Linked DNA regions of Mus musculus: region 1 is linked to region 2. A link is a contact called in public HiChIP or PLAC-seq data. All regions are on one chromosome and are shown on one strand. The core of a region is the stretch at or near the end of the contact, and the rest is flanking DNA. Distances in the headings are between cores, read along the strand shown.

Evidence for each region. HiChIP or PLAC-seq counts read pairs in DNA pulled down with a chosen protein or histone mark.
Region 1: an H3K4me3 HiChIP or PLAC-seq map of embryonic basal ganglia shows a contact between it and region 2, with 3 times the contacts expected there. The contact joins two enhancer-like sites. A contact is called at or near these places in 1 of 15 datasets of contacts at CTCF or cohesin (the NIH/3T3 cell line), 2 of 484 Hi-C or Micro-C datasets (nephron progenitors and neural progenitor cells), 11 of 115 datasets of contacts at active chromatin or transcription factors (craniofacial prominence, embryonic basal ganglia, embryonic forebrain and 8 more) and 1 of 9 other capture datasets (embryonic stem cells).

The regions. Positions count from the first base shown.
Region 1 is chr1:89,575,886-89,578,702 of GRCm38.p6, reverse strand. All of the region lies in intron 1 of Agap1 (ArfGAP with GTPase domain, ankyrin repeat and PH domain 1), which reads right to left. The region is part of intron 1 of Gm41914 (a long non-coding RNA gene); the gene reads left to right. Among named protein-coding and RNA genes, the nearest start is that of Gm41914, 3.6 kb to the left of the region's middle. Within about 2 kb of position 1,487, at least 198 of the 459 cell types and tissues checked have an H3K27ac peak or open chromatin away from gene starts, as enhancers often do.
Region 2 is chr1:89,256,868-89,259,567 of GRCm38.p6, reverse strand. It overlaps the pseudogene Gm5259. Among named protein-coding and RNA genes, the nearest start is that of Gm41913, 130 kb to the left of the region's middle. Within about 2 kb of position 1,362, at least 9 of the 459 cell types and tissues checked have an H3K27ac peak or open chromatin away from gene starts, as enhancers often do.

The DNA.
Region 1 (2,817 bases), core at 238-2,737, 320 kb before region 2:
ACCACATCCACCTGACATTTAAGTGGGTCCTGGGAGTCCAAAGTCCTGCCCTGATGTTTGTATGTCAAGTACTTCTCCCACTCAGTCATCTTTCCAACCTGTATTTCATTTTCAAAGATTTCAAAATATAGCTAGCCACCACCGGTGACGTCTACCTCAACTACAAGATCCCTACCATCAGTTATGGGCAAGGTAGACATTTTGTTTGAAACTCTTCGTCTCTACAATGGTCCTTCAGACAGACCATTCAAAGGTCAAGGCCATGACATCCTCTGTTTGAATAAAGCAGCTCTCTGATAAAACTCAAGAGCCACCAGCTATTCTAAAGGCATGAAGGCAGGCATGAAGCATGTTAAAATGTCTACCTCTATCCAGTTAGGAGGATGCTGAGGCTCAGAGCTCAGGCTGAGTTCTCCATGACTGAGTGCACAGCTCCTGGGTGAGAATGGAACTGGAGTCAGACTCTCAGTGCCCCGGTCTGCATTCACGTCTTTTGTTTCAGCAGCTTCATTGGCGACAAAGAGCAGAAAAGCGTGACCAGTACTGGCCTAGGCACCATTAAAAATTAAACTCCTGGTATAACCAGGAAGTATTATTAACATATTTTCATTGTTTTTCTATGGACTTATTTATTCATAAAGAGACTGTGTGTGTGTGTGTGTGTGTGTGTATGTTATACTACATACAAAAGGACAAGACAGGGTTCTCTTGCCTCGAGGAATTCACAAACTTATAAAAATGATGTTTGTAATTTTAGGACTGAAAGAAACGGTGGAGGAAGTCTCAGAGTGGCAACAGTAGCCAACATGCCACTCATCTAATAAGTCAGTGCCACTAGGACCTGGCCACAACCTAGCCTTACAGCAGTACAGTGGCTCGAAAATTCCAGGTCCCCAGATCTTCAAGATGAGATATGGGAGCTGCCCACAGGAAAGAGAGGGCCGCAACCCTGGGGTCACTGGAGCTGGAGGCTAACTCTCAGTGTGTATGAACAAGGCTTCTGGGAAATGCCACCATGAACCTTAATAGCATCTAGTGCATAGTAAAGAAAGGGAGACACATGTCCCTTATTACCTGAAGCATACTTCACAAAATGAGGGTGCGTGTGGGGGGGGGGGATTTGGAATTCCTTTACAGCTTTACAGCAGTGGTCTTCAACCTGTGGGTCACTACACCTTTGGAGAGCAAATGACCCTTTAACAGGGGTTGCCTGAGAGCATCAGAAAACACAGATGTTTACATTATGGCTCACAACAGCTGCAAAAATACAGTTATGAAGTAGCAACAAAATAGTTTTAAGGTTGAGACTCTGTATTAAAGGGTCTCAGCATTAGGCAGGTTGATAACCGCTGCCGTTATTCTTTCTTGGTATGGAATCCATCCCAGGTTTTGTGCATTACCCTACAAGGATGCAAGCTGCAGAGTAGAAGAATCCATTCCATCCACCTCAGATGACACACAGTCTCCCAGGGAGACTCAGAGCACCCAGCCTGCCAAGCTGCTGCTCTCTCTCTCTCTCTGCACTCTAAGCAGGAGGAAGCAGGAGCCCCACAGCCAGTCCTAAACACCCCCTGAAGGCCTACATGTCCCTGTCATAGCGTGTGGCCTCTCCCCGCAGCCCTGGAGACTTGGGCTCTCCCAGTCTCAGAAGACACAGGATCCTGAGCCTGTCACTCCAAAACCTAAATCCCCAGCACAAAGCCAGACCTGCCTCTGCTCAAAGGAAATGCTTCACAAGGCTTGCTGAGTGCTCCTGGACTATTTTGTTGGGTGTCCCTAAATGGATACTACCAGACCACATCTTGGATTTCCCATACATACCATATAGCATATCACCATTTTAGAACACACTCACACAGAGTGTGTCCTTGATCTCTCTGCTCTATCCTTCAATAGCACACGGGCATGGCTTGGGCACTGCAGGGATTCAATTGTCTGAATAAGAAAAGTCTAGTGGGTCCAAATAGCCCTGCTGATCCCCTAATTCCTCACCTTGGCAGCTGGCCACCCACCTCAGCCCTAAGCTTACAGAAGCCTTAGGCCTACGTCCAGTGCCATTTCTAGCAGGTCATCAGTTATGCCTCTTTCATGAACAATAGATTTTGCAAGTACTGGTTAGAGCCTATAAGCTTTATTTAGAGGAACCTCTTTGCAAGTCAGCAGAGGAATCGCCTGATTCACAGGCCAACTTTCCAAAAAACACAATTTGATAGCTAGTAATCAGGGTCACAGTCTCTTAGATGCTTGTCTGCTGGCAGCAGACATCACAACGCATGGTCCTTCCCTGGGCACAGATGCCCAGAGCCACAGAGAACTTCTTGCTGGGCTTTGGGAGCTAGCTTCTGGTAGCTGGCTGCCTGACAGGGCGATGCTGTATGTCATCTTCAGATCTTCTCAGCATGAGTCTCCATCCCATCAGGACGGCTGTTTCAGAGGACTTCTGATTTGAGATTTGTGTTCTGTGTACTGTCCCAGCCTTGGATGATGCAGTATGTGGGGACCCCAGCTTTCGTATTTTATAAGCTGAAGGTTGCAAATAGAATCTTGTCAGGCCTGTTATCCCAGAGACTCGAGAGGTTAAGATAGGAGGGACTGCTAACTTGAGGCATTTGTGGGCCACAGAAGTAGTTCAAGTTCCTCTAGGTAACTGAGCAAGACCCTGTCTCAAAACAAAAATACAGCCATAGGGTTTTGGCTCATTAATGGAATGTCTGCTGTCTAGCAGGTGCAAGGCCCTGGGTTCAGTCCCCATATCCAGCTCCCCCAAAGATACAGGGAGAAATGTGAATAAAGCACTGCTGAACCTGATGGCTTAGT
Region 2 (2,700 bases), core at 113-2,612:
CCCAGGTCCTTCGAGGCCCCTGCTCTACCTTCCTCTCCTCCATAGCAGGTGTAATTCTCAGCTTTAGACCATCACAAAGTCTACTTAGTTGTTTTTTTTGTTGTTGTTTGTTTGTTTGTTTGTTTTTCGAGACAGAGTTTCTCTGTATAGCCCTGGCTGTCCCGGAACTCACTTTGTAGACCAGGCTGGCCTCGAACTCAGAAATCTGCCTGCCTCTGCCTCCCGAATGCTGGGATTAAAGGCATGCACCACCACGCCCTGCTGGATTCTGGCCTTTTACTAGCCAGTGCTGGCACTGTCTACTTGATGTCTCCTGGGCCAAGGCTTAAAACTATTCTCTCATTAAAGTCGCCTGTTCCCCTGTTGTCACCTACAAGATCAGGCTCCCAAATAGTCATATCTTCCAGCCCCTCTTCAGTTCATCTTATGCCCTCACCCCAAACCACTGCAGGTCGGATGCAGGATTCAGCCATGTAGACATAACCAATCAGCCCTCTGTTGTAGTAGTCTGTCACCTGAGCTGGCATTTGGAAGGACAACTACAAGGTCGGTCCCCATCTGCTACACAGATGCTCACCAAGTCCTTGAAGGAACAACAGGGTTGAGCCATCATGGTAAGCACAGGGACTCCGCTGAAGACCCCAGAGGTTCAAGGAGGAAATGGTGGCACTGAGAAATGGCTGGTCTTTCCTACACAGGCTCCTGCCTCCTCCTGGTCTCATACTGAGGACAAGATACCAGGGCCTGCTCCAGAGGGTGGTCATGAGCCTCCCCTGCCTCCTTCTCTGTATGGCTAACTGGGTTGAACAGGGTCCCTCTCCTAAAGCCCTATTGTTCCTGAGACCTCAGAATGGGGTCCATACTTTGATTCCATTCTGCTGGCTTCCATGTGTCTGTGGTTTTAAATCAGCACCTGGGCTTGAGAACAGCTCTTTGAGACAAGCCACGTACCTCAACGAGGAAGCTGTCTGAACTGTCTGACTGGGGTCTAGTCAGTGCCCACTCAGGGTAGTGCTGGGACAGACAAAGAAGGAGGAAATGAAGGGAGGGGAGAAATGAAGTGGCAGGCTCCCTGAGATGTTCAGAGGAGCTCAAAGCTGGTCTCTAGAGGCGAGATAGAGTGCCGGGAGAGGCACAAAAGGCAGTTTCACAGAGTTCTAACACACCCGAGTATGAGCAGGTGAGAGGCCATGAGACACCCCTTGTGTTTCCAGGGTAGTTACCCAGACCACTTTTCTCTGCTGCTACTCAATACCTGGATGAATTTGTGCCACCTGCTTCCCAGAGCCCTCCTCCACAGGGTGGTGATAGGAGACTGTGATCTGGTTGTGGGAATCCAGTGGTGTGCTTCCCTGAAGCTCAGAACCCTATGTGAGGCAGAAGCGGCAAGCCATCTGTGTTACCATGGCTGCTGAGGGGCCGCTGGTACTGAGTGCTGGGGGAGGGGATGCTGGGAAAACAGTGCGCAGACACAGTGTGCACTGCAGAAACTTACACAGGAGTAGATCCCAGAGCCAGGGAAGATAGCTGGGATATGAGGCTTGCTGGGCGAGCATGAAGACCTGAATTCAAAGCCCCGGCACCATGCAAGCTTCTGTGAATGATGGAGACAGAAGATTCCCCGGGGGCTTGATGGCTGCCAGCCTAGCTCCAGAGTCAACAGGACACTTTGTCTCAGGGGAATAAGGTAGAGAGTGATAGAGAAAGACACTCAGTGTTCTCTGGCATAGACACAGATGCACATCTACTTTGTATGCACACGAACACACCCCCCACCCCCCACACCCCCACACCTCCATACACAAACATCCCCACACATACCTACACACACACACATCTATACATACCTACCTACATACACATACACAGACACACACACTCCTACACACACACAGACACACTCTCTCACATACACACTCACACACAAATACCCCCACACACCTACACACACACCTACACACACATACCTACACACACACCTACACACACACACACACAGACACACACACACACCTACACACACACAGACACACACTCTCTCTCTCTCTCTCTCTCTCTCTCTCTCTCTCACACACACACACACCACTGCCATCACCACAGCCATACACATATCTTCTCTGGACACAAAATAATATATTATAACATTATTATATTTGCTAAAGAGTTAAATTTTAATTGAACAAGAAGGCAGGGCTTGATTTCTAAATTGCAGAGGAGAAATTAAGTAACCCCTGGATGTTTTAAAATAATTTGTAGTTGACTTTAAATTCATACTGCAAATTCTAGTGCTGGCCAAAAGTTAAATATAAAAGCTCAGTTCAAATGAACCCACCCATCCCTCGCTACTATGACAAAAAGAGAACAAAAAGGAAGGGAGAGAAATACATCTGACTAAACTAGAATCTATATAAAAAGGTGATAGCACACTTTTAATTTCTGCATTCAGAAGGCTGAGGCAGGAAGGTCTCTAAGTTTGAGACCAGCCTTTTCTACATGGGGGCAGGGGGAAGTGTTCTAGATTAGCTAGGGCTATACAGTAAGACCCTGTTTCAAAACTAAATGAGCTCTCTCCACCAGCTGAGCAAGATGCCCAAAGGAAAGAATGCCAAGGAGAAGAAGGTGGCCCTGGCCCGCGCTGTCATTAAGAAACAGGAGGCAAAAAAGATGGTCAGTCCTTTGTTTGAGAAAAGGCCCAAGAAC